Linked DNA regions of Oryctolagus cuniculus: region 2 is linked to region 1. The links are chromatin contacts, called in public Micro-C maps. All regions are on one chromosome and are shown on one strand. Each heading gives the region's core, a stretch centred on a gene start, on an enhancer-like site or on the middle of the called end of the contact. The rest is flanking DNA. Distances are from core to core; before and after follow the strand shown.

Region 1 (7,756 bases), core at 3,790-6,289:
AGCCGGCCAAGCTGGGGCCCAACCCGGTGCACCTGCAGGCCCTGGGTTCTTCATTGTGCTCCAGTGCCGGGTGCCCAGGGGGCTTCCCTCTGCCCCAGTGCCGGGTGCCCGGGGGGCTTCCCTCTGCCCCAGTGCCAGGTCCTCGGTGGGGGGCTTCCCTCTGCCCCAGTGCCGGGTCCTGGGGGGGGCTTCCCTCTGCCCCAGTGCCAGGTCCTGGGGGGACTTCCCTCTGCCCCAGTGCCGGGTCCTCGGTGGGGGGCTTCTCTCTGCCTCAGTGCCTGGTCCTGGGTGGCTTCCCTCTGCCCCAGTGCGGGGTCCTGGGGGGGGCTTCCCTCTGCCCCAGTGCCGGGTGCCCGGGGGGCTTCCCTCTGCCCCAGTGCCGGATCCTGGGGGGGGCTTCCCTCTGCCCCAGTGCCGGGTCCTGGGGGGGGGCTTCCCTCTGCCCCAGTGCAGGGTCCTGGGGAGGGGCTTCCCTCTGCCCCAGTGCCGGGTGCCCGGGGGGCTTCCTTCTGCCCCAGTGCTGGGTCCTCGGTGGGGGGCTTCCCTCTGCCCCAGTGCCGGGTGCCCGGGGTGGGGGGCTTCCCTCTGCCCCAGTGCCGGGTCCTCAGGTGGGGGGGGCTTCCCTCTGCCCCAGTGCCGGGTCCTCGGGGGGCTTCCCTCTGCCCCAGTGCAGGGTCCTGGGGGGGCTTCCCTCTGCCCCAGTGCCTGGTGCCCGGGGGGGGCTTCCCTCTGCCCCAGTGCTGGGTCCTTGGGTGGGGGGCTTCCCTCTGCCCCAGTGCCGGGTCCTGGGGGGCTTCCCTCTGCCCCAGTGCCGGGTCCTCTCAGGTGGGGGGCTTCCCTCTGCCCCAGTGCCGGTCCTGGGGGGGCTTCCCTCTGCCCCAGTGCCTGGTGCCCGGGGGGGGCTTCCCTCTGCCCCAGTGCTGGGTCCTTGGGTGGGGGGCTTCCCTCTGCCCCAGTGCGGGGTCCTGGGGGGGGCTTCCCTCTGCCCCAGTGCCGGGTGCCCGGGGTGGGGGGCTTCCCTCTGCCCCAGTGCCGGGTCCTGGGGGGCTTCCCTCTGCCCCAGTGCCGGGTCCTGGGGGGGGCTTCCCTCTGCCCCAGTGCCGGTCCTGGGGGGGCTTCCCTCTGCCCCAGTGCCTGGTGCCCTGGGGGGGGGCTTCCCTCTGCCCCAGTGCGGGGTCCTGGGGGGGCTTCCCTCTGCCCCAGTGCCGGGTGCCCGGGGTGGGGGGCTTCCCTCTGCCCCAGTGCCGGGTCCTGGCATTGCTGAGGTTTGGAGCTGGGATGCTGTGTGGAAGGGGCCATCCTGGCCCTGCAGGGTGTGGGGCAGGGTCCCTGGTGTCCCCCATCCACGGTGGACGCCCCCTCAGTCCTAGGCATCCCCTGCCCCAGTAGCCGGGGCGCTCCCAGCCCTGCAGGGCGGTGCTGGACGAGGTTGTCCCAGGTGTGTGGTCGGCCCCCCCGCCCCCACCTGCACAGGTGACCCCGTGGGCAGGCGATGACCCTGTGCCGGGCAGGGAGCAGGCACCAGGGTTCTCTCAGGGTGGGGCTCCTGCTCCCACTCCCTGTGGAGAATCTTCCTTAAATAAATTGTGCAAGGCCAATGCGCCTGGTCAGGGGCCGGCGCCGGACGTCTCCCTGGCCTAGCCCTGCCCTCACGCACAGGCTGGACTGGTGTCCAGGCCGCTGTGACCATGGCTACCAACGGGCAGCTTGGCACCCCACACCCCAAGCCTCTGGTGTTGGGCCCACAAGTGGAGACCAGGGTGTGTGGGCAGGGCCACACCTCTCCTGAGGCGTCTGAGGGAGGGTCCTCCGGCGCTCTCCCGGCTCCCGGGGGCTCCAGGCTCCCCCAGACTCGTGCCCTGCTGCTTGGCTGAGGCGCCCTCCCCCACGGCTCTCCTCGCCCAGCCCCTCGCCATGGCCATCCCTACCCCACCCCCGCAGTCCACAGCCTCCCCTCCTTTGCAAGCTGCAGGGGAGAAAAGCCCGGGTGTCTGGGCCCTGCGCGTGGCCACCCCTGGGTTCCAGCCCTGACTCCAGCCCCCGGCCAGTGCACACCAGGGAGGCAGTGGTGGCCCGTGTGCTCGGCTCCTGCACCCACGTGGGGGTCCCGGATGGAGCTGGCGGCTGCTGGCTTCAGCCTGGCTGTTGTGGCCATCTGGGGAGTGAACCAGCAGAAGGAAGACCTCTGTCTCTGTCTCGCAAGGAAATGTAAGAGTAAATAAGTGACAGCCCAGGGCAGCAGGAGCGCGTCTGGGGTGCTGCAGGCAGCGGGACCTGGCGGGAGGCCGGGCCAAGGCCAGCGCGGGGCTGGGATCTGCTTGCTCTGCGTGTGCCCAAAACACGGCCATGAAAGCCGCGGTTCCCGCAACAGCCTCATTGACACTGAGAGGCAGAGTTGGGGGTGGGGGAGAGGGAGGGAGGGAGAGAGGAAGGAAGGGAGGGAGAGAGAGAGAGGGAGGGAGAGAGAGAGGGAAAGGGAGGGGGAGAAGGGGGGAGGGATAGAGGGAGGGGGATGGCGGGAGAGGGAGAGAGAGACCGCCATCCGCTGGGTCACTCCCCAGATGCTGCATCAGCCAGGGCTGGGCCAGGCCCCAGCCAGGAGCCCGGCGCTGCCTCTGGGTCTCCCCGTGGGTGCAGGGCCCAGGCACCCTGCTGCTTTCCCAGGTGCATTAGCAGGGGGCTGGGTCGGGAGTGGGCCAGTCCCTCCACCGGCCCCCTGCGGGCCCCGTGGAGCCCCATGTGTGGGCTTCGGTGACGCCCTCGGGCTCCTGCACACCACAGCCCGTCTGAGACTCGCCCCTGCGCCTGGCTGCGCTGCGCTCCAGGGTGCCCCCACCCCCCCGCCCCGCCCCGTGCGGGCTTGTCCGGGCTTCCGCAGATGGACGCGCCTCCTGGGGCCACTCCACAGCCACTCACGCCGATCGCCCAGGAATGGCCACACTGCTGCCCCTTCCAAGCCCCCCAACTCCCCTTGAGCAGCAGGGGTGGGGTTCTGGGGGGGAGGGTGCCTGCTGCCTCCTGGGAGCAGCACTGGGTGTTTGGGTTGGGGCGGGGCTGGGGCTGGGGGCCGGTGGGTCAGGCAGGCAGAAGCCCGGGGCAGGGGAGGGAGGACGCCACCTCCTGCCCCACCCCTTCTCACCCAGATCGGAGGGTGGGGTTGGCCTGGGTTCCCGGGGCTGAGCCAGGAGCCGCCCGCGGCCTCGAGGGCCCCCACTGGAGCTGGGAGATGGGCTGAGGGCCTGGACGCCTGCCACGGCCACACCCTGGGTTCCTGCCCGGCCGCTTTCTGGGATGGGCGCAATAAGGAAGCACAAATTCTGAACCTGCAGCTGCACGGCCGCCGGCCCACGGGAAGACCCCCGGGACCCCGGCCCCGCCCCCAAGTTTGACACGGGGTAAACTGAGGCAGGCCCGCCCTCCCGTCGTGTCAGCAGCGCGGGGCGCACACGGGGCAGGGCCCCAGGTCTCCGGGTCTCCCCGGCTTGGCTCCCGGTACCGCAAGGTGAGCCGGCGGCCCCTGGCTGCTCAATCATTCAGGGAGGCAGCTGGCAGGGCCGGGAGTCGGATGACACCCGCGCCGCCCTGGGGGGGTCTGGCCCGGGGCTCTCTCTGTTCCTTATCTCAAAGACTGCTGTTCATCCCCCAGTGAGCGCAGTGGCCAGGGCTGAGCCAGGCGTCCACTCTGCTCCCCCGCGGGTCTCTGCCCCCATCCCTGGTGGTCCAGCGGGCGGGGGCGCCCGGAGGCAGCTGGCCGCAGCCACCCCGGCGGCCGCACCTTCCCCGGCAGGGACCCCGGGCGGCCCGCGCGCCGCGGCAGCCGCCCCTAATCCCGGCCGGAATCCTCTGGCGCCGGGCCCGCGTCGGGGCTCCAAGGCTGCTGGGCCCCGGCCAGGCCCGGCCCTGGAAGCGACGCCGCTGCCACGACGACGCCCACGGGAGGGGCAGGGCGCCCTGGCTGCAGCCGGGGGGCCTCCGCGCGGGGCGAGGCCCGGGCTCCACTGCTGGGCCGGAGCGGGGCCAGGTCCCCGGGCCGGCGCCCCGTGCGCGCCCAGACAGCGCGGAGACCCCATGCGCCTCCGCGCGGGGCGAGGCCCGGGCTCCACTGCTGGGCCGGAGCGGGGCCAGGTCCCCGGGCCGGAGCCCCGTGCGCGCCCAGACAGCGCGGAGACCCCGTGCGCCTCCGCGCGGGGCGAGGCCCGGGCTCCACTGCTGGGCCGGAGCGGGGCCAGGTCCCCGGGCCGGCGCCCCGTGCGCGCCCAGACAGCGCGGAGACCCCGTGCGCCTCCGCGCGGGGCGAGGCCCGGGCTCCACTGCTGGGCCGGCGCCCCGTGCGCGTCCCCGCGACCCTTCCCCCGCGGCCCGGCTTCAATTCTTGGGCCGTCGGGCAGCGGCTCGTGCTGGCGGCCGTCACCCAGCAGGGCCCGGGCCTCGGATTCCCCGCGCCCCTGCGGCCGGCCGGGCGCACCGCGCTCCAGCCTCGCTGCTCCGAAGCCGGACGGGACAGTCCAGGCTGACCGGGATCGTGTCCCGGCCGTAGGCTCCGTGGCCGCGGGCGGGCACAGCCTCGGCGGCTCGGCCCCGGAGGGACAGCTCGTAGAGAACTCAGCTTTTTGGCCACGTGCCCACAAGCATTATGGAGCCCCCGGAGTTTTCGTGCCCGACTCCAAGATGGCGACGCGCCTTCCCTGGCCCTCGCGCCCCGGGCGGCCTGTGCCCGCTTGCAAGATGGCGGCAGCCTAGGGCAAGCACGCTTCCTGCCGCCTGACTCGCCACGTACCCACTCTCAAGATGGCTTCTTCCGCCAAGGCCCAGGCCGGCTGGCGGCCAGATCATTGGCTCTGAGCTCGTCACGTGCGTCCGTACTCTCCTCCCCTCCCCCGATTCCACAGGACGTTTCCGCCTCGGCTCTGACGGAAGGCCGCCTTCTCCAATAGCGTTCTGGTATCCGCCTTGCGCCCACCCCCCTGGCGGCCCGGTAGCCACTGAGAGACGCCGGCCGGGGCCCGCGAGGCTCTCCCCGCCCCCTGACCGCCGAGGGAGCCAATGGGCAGCGCGCGCGGGGGACGTGTGCGGGCGTCTCCGCCATTTTGTGAGTCTATAACTCCGAGCCGTTGGGTCGGTTCCTGCTATTCCGGCGCCTCCACTCCGTCCCCTGTGGGTCTGCTCTGAGTGCCATGGACGGGTGAGTCGCGTCCGCCACGCGCCGCGCCGCGATCCCCGGGCTCCACCCGCGTCCCCGCCGCCACACGGGCGGCCCCGGCCGTCGCCCCGCCGGGAGGGGTGCGGGCTCCCCTCCCCCCTCCGCGTGGCGCGCGGGATCGGGGCTTCGGGGCGGCCGGGGCCGCGCTCTCGGGCTGCGGGGCCCTCGGACCCGCGCCCGGCCCACTTCCGGGTCCGCGCGCCCGCAGCTCCCGGCGCCGGGCGTCTCGCCGTCCCGGCGGCGCGCGGCCCTTCCCGCTTCCCGTCGGCGCCGCGCGCGTGCGCAGACGCGGGCGCGGCCCTGTGCGCGTGCGCGGGCCTCGGCGGGGGCGCGCGTGTTTCCCGCCGCGCGGCCGCGGCCCAGGGGCCGGGGCCGGGGCTGGGGGGCGGCCCGGGCCGCGGGGGCCGGTGCGTCGCGGCGCGCGGGCGGGAAGCGGGGCTGCGCTCGCCGGGGCGGGGCCGCGGGTGGAAGCGCTTCCTGCGTGCGGGCCCCGCCCGGCCCGGGGGCGGCCGCGGGCGGCTCTGGGGCGCGGGTCTCTGCAGACCCCCGGCCACGTCGGCGCGCGGGTGGATGCGGCGCCCCGGCTGTCAGCGCCGCCCGAGGGCGCGGGGCTCTTTGTCTGGACCTCGGGAACTCGGTCCAGAGGCGGGGCCTGGGGTCCCGCTGGGAGGGAGGGGCCCTCAGGACAATGGTGGCCCCTTTCCGGGCCGAGCGGGCCTGCGCGGGTGGGGGCCCGCGCCCCCGGGTCGGCGCTGCAGCCCGGGGCGCTGATCTCTGGCTTTCTCTCCGCAGCATCGTCCCAGACATAGCAGTTGGCACAAAGGTATGGCGGTCTTCGAGCCGGCGGGGGCCGCGGGCGGCGGCGGGGTGTGCGGGCGGCGCGGGCCTGAGCCGCCGTCGTGGGCCCGGCCCGCCTCGGCGCCGTGTCCGGGGCGGCGGGGCCGCGGGTGTTCCGGGAGGCGGGCGCTCGGCGGTTGCTGGTGTGTGGATGTCAGTGCGTCCCGCGGTCACGCGTGTGCCTGCGCGCTGCGGGCCGGCTGGCTGCCCCCCGGGCTGCGTTCCGCCCGTGTGCGTGCGCGGGGCAGCGCAGGCCTGGGCGGCCGCGGCTCCAGGACAGCCCTCGCGGGCTTCCCGTGCTGCGTCAGCGCGGGCTGTCCCGGGCCGGCAGGGTTTCCTCTGCGCCCGTGCGGCCGGGCGCCCTGCGCAGCTCTTCCTGTGGGCGCCGGCGGGCTGGGGGCCGGGCCGCGTGGGCGGGAGTGGCCGCGGTCTGCTGGAGCGGCCTGGGCTCCGGGGCCTGCTGCCCCGGTGGGCTAGAGCGTGCCCGCCAGACGGCTGTGGGCGCGCCGGCCGCCTGCCGTGGGAATGCACACGGGGCCGGCAGCCAAGGAGGCCGTCCTGGGCGGCCCGCCCGCCGCTCTGGGCGGAGGCCGGCGCCGCGATGCCCCTTTTAAGGTTCGTGCAGTTAGCACATGGGAGCCGCATGGGTGCCTGGACGCGGTCCAGCGGGGTAAGGCCGGGCGGCTTCCTGTGGATCCCACGGTGCCCCCGGTCCCCCGTGGGCATGGGGCGCCGGCTTCCTGTCTGCGGCACCGTCCAGTTACAGGAAGGGCGGCTGACGCTGCGGTCGGCGTGGTGGGGGCCGGCTCCCGGCCGAGGGGCTGTGGAGGGCTGGTGGGGGCCGCTCGGCTCCGCCTTCTTCCCGGCGGCTGGCGGTGGGCTCCTCCCACTCCGGTCTGTGGGAGCCTCTCGTGGGGCAGCGTCCTGGCATGGCCTGGAGGGGGAAAGTGGAGAGGCCACGTTTCCCTGCCCTGGTTCTGGGGGGCTGGGTGGAGCTGGGCGGGGGTCTGCAGCCTGGGGCGGGCTGCCTGCGCGGCTGCCGGCATCCTTGTTTCGTGTAACCGAGTCGCCCTGTCGCCTGGGGCTCCGGTTTCAGCTCTGAACAGACCTGCTCTATGCACGGGAGGCCCCGCCCCCTGCCCGGACGGGCTCCGTGCTGGCCCGGGGCACTTGGGCTGGGGGGGGAGTCAGCCCCCACAGAGGGGTCCTGGCCCCAGGGGGCTCTGTTCACAGCAGGGCTGGGGTGGGGGCAGGGGCGTGGCGGGTGTTGGCACGGGAGCAGGGCTGGGGGTGTGGGTGGGGTCTGGCCACTGCCTGTGTTGTGGAGCTGGGGCATGGCTGGGGGGTGGGAGCAGGGGGTGGGTCTGTTGTGGAGCAGGGGCGTGGCTGGCAGGGCGCAGGGGTGTGGGTCTGTTGTGGAGCAGGGTGGGCGCAGGGGTGTGGGTCTGTTGTGGAGCAGGGGCATGGCTGGCAGGGTGGGAGCAGGGATGTGGGTCTGTTGTGGAGCAGGGGTGTGGGTCTGTTGTGGAGCAGGGGCGTGGCTGGCGGTGTGGGCGCAGGGGTGTGGGTCTGTTGTGGAGCAGGGTGGGTGCAGGGGTGTGGGTCCTGTTGAGCAGGGGCATGGCTGGTGTCCTGGGATGGGGCGTGGCTGGGTGGCGCAGGGGCGTGGCTGGCGGGCAGCCCTGCAGCTCTGTTCTCTGGCAGCGGGGATCTGACGAG
Region 2 (7,756 bases), core at 1,881-4,380, 230 kb after region 1:
TGGGGTGGGAGGGGCTCCGCGCAGTCGGCACCGCCCCGGCGGGGCCGCAGCCCCCGCTCCGCCCCCCCCCCCCGGCAGTGACCTTGAACTAGTTGTTCCGGCCTCAGTTTCCCCGTCTGCGCGACCCTCGGCTGCAGACGCGGAGTCTCGCGCCCTGAGAGGGTGCTCCCCCACGCCCGCAGTCTCGTCACCCTCCTTCCCGGCCGGGGGCAGCGCTGCGCCCCCTCCCCCGGGATTCCGGGCGACGCTTCCGCGCCGAGCCGGCAGGGGGCGCGCCGGTGCTGCTGACTCACCGCGGCCACGAGCCGTGCGCGCGGGCGCAGCCGGGGACGCCGCGTCACGTCACGGCTCGGGCGGGCGCGTCTCGGGAACCGGGCCCGGCCCGGGGGCCGGGCGGGAGGGAGGTGGCACCGGCTCGGGCGGGGCTCCCGGCGGCCACGTCACCGAAGGGCAGCGGCCCCGCCCGCCGCGCCGCCCCGACCTCCACGCCCACCCACGGCGCGGGTGGGGGCGAGCCGGGCCAGCGCCCCTCGTTCGGGGACCCCGGCCACGAGGCTTGGGGTTCGCGTTCCCGCTTCCGCTCGCGGGTGCTTCCCGGACGAACGAGGCGGGGAGGTCCCACGACTTCCTGCTTCTGCCGCCCCCTCCCCACGCCCTCGCCGCGCTCCCGGGGACGCGTGGGGGGTGCCACTCGACCCGGGGCCGGGGTCCCGCGCCCCTCCGGGCCCGACCGCCCTTTGTTGAGGGCGCCAGGCTCTTATGAATGGCTCCCGGCGCGGGCGGGGGCAGCGGGGGCGGGCGCGGCGCGGCGCCAGCCCCGCCCCCGCCGCGCTCCCCTTGGTCGCCCGGGCGCCGGGGGCGGGGACAGGGGCGGGCCTCGCTGCCACGTGGGGCGGTGCCGCGGCGGCGTTGATTGGCCGGGCTGCGCGGCCGACGGGGCGTTCCGCGCGCGCTGATTGGCCGGCGCGGGGCCGGCGGAGTAAGTAGTGAATGGGAGGGGGCGGCGGCTCCGCCCCTTGGAACGTTGATACATTATAACTTTTTTTTCTTGTTACTTTCACCCCCAGATCCTCCGAGCGGCGGCGGCGGCTGTTGCTAAGGGAGGGGACGCGCGACCCGAGCGGCGGACGGCACGGAACGCGGCTGGCCGAGTGGGCCCCCTCCTCCGAGACCCTCCCCCGCGCCGCGCCCGGGTCAGCGCGCTTCCCCCGGTAGAGAAGCCGCGAGCGCAGCCCCCACCCCGGAAGGTGCACCCAGGAGCCGCCGCGACCCCCGAGCGCCAGTCGGATTTTTTTTTTGGCTTTCCTTGCGCCGCCGGGACGTCCTCAGGGGAGACCCGCGCCGCCCCCAACGCCCGGAGCATCGCGGCTCGGCGGATTCCCGGACCCGACGCCGGCGGCGCGGCGAGGATTGGCGGCGCCCCGCGGAGCCCAGCCCCCCAGCGCGCGCCGGGGATGGAGCCGCAGCCCGGCGGCGCCCGGAGCTGCCGGCGAGGGGCCCCCGGCGGTGCCTGTGAGCTGGGCCCGGCGGCCGAGGCGGCTCCCATGAGCCTGGCCATCCACAGCACGACGGGCACCCGCTACGACCTGTCGGTTCCGCCCGACGAGACCGTGGAGGGGCTGCGCAAGCGGCTGTCCCAGCGCCTCAAAGTGCCCAAGGAGCGCCTGGCGCTGCTGCACCGGGACACGTAGGTACCGCGCGCGGCGCGCCCCCACCCCCGCGCCGCCCGCCCCCTCGGGCCGCGGCCCCCGGGCGCGAACAAAGAGCGCGCCGCGCGCGCGGAGGCAGGGGGCGGCCAGACGGGGGGCGGGGGCGCGCCGCGCGCTCTCGGGCGCCCTCTGCTCGGCCTTGCCTGCCTCGGCCCCCTCCCCCGCCCGGGGTCGCCGCACAAAGGCGGCGGCGGCGGCGGCGAGGCGCCCGGGGCCGGGCTCCAGCGGGGCCCCCTCGTGGGAATGCAGGAAATCCCAGCGTGGCGCGGGGGGTCCGTGAGCGGCGGCGGCGGCGGCCGCGGGGGGGGGTGGCTGGCAGGGCCGCGCCGCCCCCTCCTCTGCCTGCACCCGCGCCGCTTCCGCATCTGCTCCGCAGCCCCCTCCGCGTCTGGCGCCCCCCCGTGTCCCGTGCCCCGCTTTGTTCTCGCCTCTCCGCGTTCCCCGCTGCCTCCCCTCCCCCCCGATATTTAAATCGCCTCCGGGCCGGGCAGCCCTCCCCCCGCGGGCCTCCGGGGACACGCAGTGTCCATCCCCAGCGGAGGGGCCCCGTGGGGGAGGGGCGCGGGGGAGGGGCTCCTTTGTCTGCGCGGTGGTAGCGGCGGCCTGCGCCAGGGAGGAGGGGGAGCCCAGCCGGTAGCGGCCACGGAGGCGCGCCCAGGCCTGGATGTGGGCGACCGGGGACCGGGGTTGGACGCCGGTGGGCCCTGGGTCTCCGGGGCCGAGGCGGAGCCTCCCCCAGGCGAGCGGAGGACCCCTGAGTCTCAGAGTTGAGGTTCCGGGGGGAAGAGGGGTGTGACCCCGGAGCATGGGGGCTCCCAAGTGGGCGTCCCGCAGGCCCTGGGCTCTGGAGCCGCGAGTGGGTGGGAGCGACTTCCCGGACCCCCGCGCGGCCCGCGCTTCCGCGTCCCCGCGGCCCTCCCACCCCCAGTCTCATCCTCTTCCTTCCTCCCCCCGCAGCCGGCTCAGTTCGGGGAAGCTGCGGGAGTTTGGCGTGGGGGATGGCAGCAAGCTGACGCTGGTGCCCACCGTGGAAGCGGGTCTCATGGTAATGGCTCCGGAGCCGCCCCTGCCAGGCGGCCCAGCCCACTCCCCGCGGGGCCGCCTCCCCGGCCAGGGCAGCGCCAGGCCCCAGCACCCACCTCACACACCTCTTCCTCTCTTTGTAGTCCCAGGCCTCCAGGCCGGAGCAGTCTGTAGTCCAAGCCTTGGAGAGTCTGACCGAGACCCAGGTAAGATCGCACCGCCCCTCCCTCACCTGCAGGGGGAGGGGGCAGCCGCCGACCAGGGCCCGGGGCCATTTGGAGAGAGTGGGTTGGAGTTCCCTGGGGCCTGTGCGCTGGAGGCCAGCTGGGCCCGGTCACCCAGCCCTGCCCGCCCCCAGCCACCTGACCTTGAGGGCGCTCTCTCCCACGGTGGCAGCCATGGGCGGGGTGACCTTGGCCCACGCTCACACCCGGGGCCTGCACACACCCCCCCCACCCCCCCCCAGTGCTGTGGCCTCCGAGAGCCGGCAGTTTCTCCTTTTCGAAATCTTTGCGGTGGGGGCGTGAGGGCTGGTGCGGGTGCCGCCTCTGGGAGGGGGGTGGGTCAGCACCCCCTCCTCCTCTCTCTGGTCTTTGTTCTCCGCCCCGGCGGGGGAGGGGCGGGCACCCAGACAGGATGTTAGAAGAACTCTTCAGTAAGCAGCCGGCGGAGGCCCGGGCTGGCCCCGGCTCGGGTTCCCGATTTTGCTGTCGCCTTTATTCTCCCTTCCTCATTCTCTGGGCCGTGGTGGCTGGGCCACCTCCCAGGAGGGCGGCACGGGCGGGGGGAGCCGGCTGAGCGGCTTCGGCGGCGGCCGCCCCAAGGCCATCGCCCCTTCCTGGCGTGTAGCGTCCTGCCCTGGCCAAGCCCCGCGGGGGAGGAGGGGGCCGTGGGGCTGCAGCTGGGTGGTCTGGCAGCAGGGCCGGCGGCCAGGTGGGGGGGCAGGGCTAGGGGGTCCCCGCAGCTGAGGTGGGGGCCCCGGGTGGCTTCCTGGGCAAGTGCGGACAGGGCGCCCTGACCCCGGGGCGGGTGGGCGTGGGGGCAGGGGCCTGTTTGGTTCTCAGCCTGCCTCAGGAGGGAGGGGGTGCTGGGCTGGGCTCCCCGGGTTGCTTCCCTGCCTGGCACAGAGTCGCACACGCCCATTGCCCTCCCCTGGGAGGAAGTTGTAGGGTGGCGGAAGGGGGGGACCCCAGCTGCTCCCAGGAAGCCACCCTGGGCCCTTCCTGCACGGGGTGTCTGCGGGCCAGGGGGCAGTGCAGTGCAGTGCAGACCGCGCGCGGGGGGGGGCTGCATCTTGCCCACTCCGCGCCCCCCCCCCCGGGCTGCAGGCAGGGAATGTTACGCCAGCCGGCTGTGAGTCATCGGCCTCTGTCACTTCTCAGAAACCTCCCCCCCCCCCCCGCCTCTGGAGAGGACGAGGCTGGCCAGGCCCCAGAATGGGTGCCCAGTGTGGACGGGACACACACAGGTCTCGGGGGGGGGGGGCAGGCTGGACAGCTGTTGGGGCGTTGAGACCCTGGGGGACACCCACCCAAGGGGTCTGGTCAGGGCCCCCTTCTGGCCGCTCCTGGGCCCCTGCCCCGCCCGGGACAGATAAATATTTATCTTCAGAAAGCAAAGGTTAGGAAGGAAAAATTCACCCAGGAATTCCACCCACACGCCGGCCAGGCTGGGTGCCTGGGGTTGCCCCCTCCCCCTGCCGTCTTTGGGGACAGGAGAGAGAGGCGACCAGTGAGGGTTCCCATCGGAGGGCGGTGACCACCAGCTGGGCCCTGCCCCCTCGGGCCCCAGCCTCAGCTTCCAAAGACCCGAGTGGGCCAGGGCGGCCGGGGCCCGTCTGACCGCCTCTGTCCCCCACAGCCCCCAGCAGCGCCTGGGCCGGGCCGGGCTGGCCGAGGAGGTTTCCGGAAGTACAGATTCATTTTATTTAAGCACCCGTGGCACCGACAGGGACCCCAGAGCCCAGAGAGGGGCGGCGAGAGGCCCCAGGTCACACAGCGCGGGGGGGGCCGGGCCGGGCCGGGCTGGGGGCGCTGCGGGCGAAGGCCCCTGGCTCACGGGCCCGCGCTGGTCCTCTGCAGGTCAGTGACTTCTTGTCGGGCCGCTCGCCGTTGACCCTGGCGCTGAGAGTGGGCGACCACATGATGTTTGTGCAGCTGCAGCTGGCCGCCCAGCACACCCCGCTGCAGCACCGGCACGTGCTGGCCGCCGCAGCCGCCGCGGCCGCCGCCGCCCGAGGAGACCCTAGCATCGCGACCCCCGTGGCTTCTCCCTGCCGGCCCGTGTCCGGCGCCGCCCGAGTCCCCCCAGTGCCCGCCAGCCCTCCCCCCACGCCTGTCACAGCCGGCTCCTTCCGGTCCCACGCAGCCTCCGCCGCCTGCCCCGAGGTGAGTCCGGGCACCCCTGGGCCCCGGGGGTCCCCGCGCTCCTCTCTCCCGCGGCCCCCCGGCTCACTGCGCGCCCCCGTGTTCCCGCCAGCAGGTGGACTGCTCCCCCGCCGCCAGCAGCAGCGCCAGCCCTGGTGCCAGCACGTCGTCCCCCCCGGGGGGCAGCCCTGCCGCCCGCGCCCGCACCCCCGGAGCCGTCATCGAGAGCTTCGTGAACCACGCCCCGGGGGTCTTCTCAGGGACCTTCTCCGGTAGGTGGCGCGCCCCAGGGAGGCACGCCCCCCGCCCGCGGCCCCGCCCCGCCCCCTCGCCGGACCTCACGGCCCCTCCCGCCCACAGGCACGCTGCACCCCAACTGCCAGGACAGCAGCGGGCGGCCGCGGCGGGACATCGGCACCATCCTGCAGATCCTCAACGACCTGCTGAGCGCCACGCGGCAGTACCAGGGCGTGCCGCCCTCCCTCAGCCAGCTGCGCTGCCACGCCCAGTGCGCGCCCGGCCCGCCCAGCCCCGACCTCGCCCCCAAGACTACCTCGGCGCCCCCAGCCGCCCTGCTGCAGGGCCAGAGCCAGATCCGCATGTGCAAGCCCCCCGGTGAGTGCCCCCCCTTGGCTCGAGGCCCCTCTGTGAGCGGTGGGCGCGGGAACAGCTGCCCCGCCCGGGGCCGGCAGCTGCGGCCCTCTCCCCGCGTGCTGCCGGCCCGAGAGAAGGAGCCGAGTGTGCTGGGGCACAAAGTGGCCTTGTCTGCTCCCGGGGGCCGCAGCCCCACTTCCTCCCCCCCCTCCAGATGGCACTCGGGGACTCTGTGAATGAGCAAGTCAGGGCCGCTGTCCTGGGGGGCGGGGGCTGGCAGACAGACGCACCTGGGTCACGCTAGCCCCCCTGGGGTCAGGCGGCTCCCCGCGGGCTCGGGGTCACTGGCGCTGTCTCGCAGGGGACCGGCTGCGGCAGACGGAGAACCGCGCCACGCGCTGCAAGGTGGAGCGCCTGCAGGTGCTGTTGCAGCAGCGGCGCATGCGCAGGAAGGCCCGGCGGGACGCCCGCGGCCCCTACCACTGGCCGCCCAGCCGCAAGGCCAGCAGCGGCGGCGGGGGCGGCGGCGGCGGGGGCGGCAGCCCCGGCGAGGCCGCCGGCCTGGGCCTGGACTTCGAGGACTCCGTGTGGAAGCCGGAAGTCAACCCCGACATCAAGTCCGAGTTCGTGGTCGCCTAGGGCCGGCGCCCCCCCCCCCCCCAGGAGCAGCCTCTCTCTGTGTCCAGTCCTCACCGTCCCCGTGGCCTTGGCCTCCTGCCCCCCCTGCGCGCCCACAGTGCCCGCCCCTTCCTCCCTCGCCCAGCGGGTCCCTCCCCGCCCCCTCCCCAGCTCCAAATATGTAGCAGTCTTTCCAGATGGCTGAGACGAGGAAGCCGCCCCCACCCCCTTCCGCTCTGCCTTCCTCCCCCCACCCTATTCAGGTTTTAAGTCAAAAATGTAGATGCCTCATTATGCACTTTACAGAGAGGGGGGGACCCTTCCCGCCCCCACCGCGGACTTCCGGCCTCCACCCACCCACCTGTCGACCCAGGAGCCAACCAGGGGAACTGTGTTCTGCCACGTTTTTTTTTTTTTTTCTCTCTCTTCGGTTTCTTTTTCCATTTTCCCTTTTTCTTTAGACAAGCGAAGCTGTTTCAGGGGGCTGCCTTGGGTCGGGCCAGGGTCAGCGACCCTTCCCTGCGGGGAGCAGGCCGCCCCCCCCCGGGGGGGCTGCGGGGGTCCCTGATGCCCACCCGCGGCCTCCGCCTGTGTCCCCGGCCTGGCTGAGCTTGGGTATTTATAGACTATTCGCTTTCTGACTGAGCCAATGGAGGTTGGGAATCTGGCGAACGTGGGAGAGAAGTGGCTGGGGGGGGGGGGGTGACGGAGCCCCCCCCCCCGCGCCCCCTCCCGGCCCAGCCTGAGGGATGTGAGACTGTGGTCTGGGGTCCTCCCTGGAGCGGATGGGAGCTGTGGAAGCCCTGGCGACACTGTAGCATTAGCCCCCTGAGGGGGGGTCCGCTGCTGGTCTGACTTGGACCCTCCCCATTCCGGTGCCCGAGCCCTGGGGGGAGGGGTCGTCGGCCCCTGGGGCAGAGGGATAGACCCCCCCCGTTGGGGGTGGGTTCTCTGTGGGTTCCCCCCCCCTTCACTTTTGTTTGTTGATGATGATGGGTCCTGCCCACCCCTGTCCGTCTCCAGGCCCCTTTGTAGGTGACCCCAGTCCTCACCCCCACCGCGTGTCTCATGGTTTCTGAGGATGTGAACTTAATGTGTTAACTGTAGCTCTGTAAACTCGTGTGGGGGGTGGGCGGGGAGGGTCGCAGACAGTGCAGATGGAGGGGTTGGTTTTTTTGTTTTGTTTTTGTGTTTTTTTTCCAAAAAAAAAAAAAAAAGGAAGAAAAAAAGCAGGGGCGGGTTTGTTTTTGAAGAACTGTCTTGGATACCTATTTAAACGTGTGTTGTGGTGTTTTATGACGATTTTTAAATATTCTGCCTGAGGGGTCCCCCACCGGGGGGGGGGGTCGCCCTGGGAGCCTGCTGCACACTAGGGTCTCCAGGAATAAAAGCAGCCGCAGGACAAGCGCAGCCTGGTCGCCTGGGGTGGGGGATGAGGCCCCCAGA

The links. A called contact is a pair of places that touch in the nucleus more often than the background predicts.
Region 2: a contact with region 1 is called in a Micro-C map of ear pinna, with 5 times the contacts expected there. The contact joins the promoter of MIDN here to the promoter of PTBP1 in region 1. A contact is called at or near these places in 2 of 6 Hi-C or Micro-C datasets (ear pinna and an unstated tissue).

What each region holds. Positions count from the first base shown.
Region 1 is chr16:58,437,145-58,444,900 of mOryCun1.1, forward strand. PTBP1 (polypyrimidine tract binding protein 1) reads left to right here and starts at 5,040. Exons shown (of 13, transcript XM_070059484.1): 1 at 5,040-5,182; 2 at 5,993-6,023; 3 at 7,742-7,756. The coding sequence starts at 5,175.
Region 2 is chr16:58,664,210-58,671,965 of mOryCun1.1, forward strand. It overlaps MIDN (midnolin), which reads left to right and starts at 3,131. Exons shown (of 6, transcript XM_051840305.2): 1 at 3,131-3,255; 2 at 4,593-4,632; 3 at 4,814-5,119; 4 at 5,214-5,370; 5 at 5,459-5,713; 6 at 6,054-6,331. The coding sequence starts at 3,131. The coding sequence ends at 6,331. It overlaps CBARP (CACN subunit beta associated regulatory protein), which reads right to left and starts at 3,616. Exons shown (of 10, transcript XM_051840289.2): 1 at 2,849-3,616. The coding sequence starts at 3,007.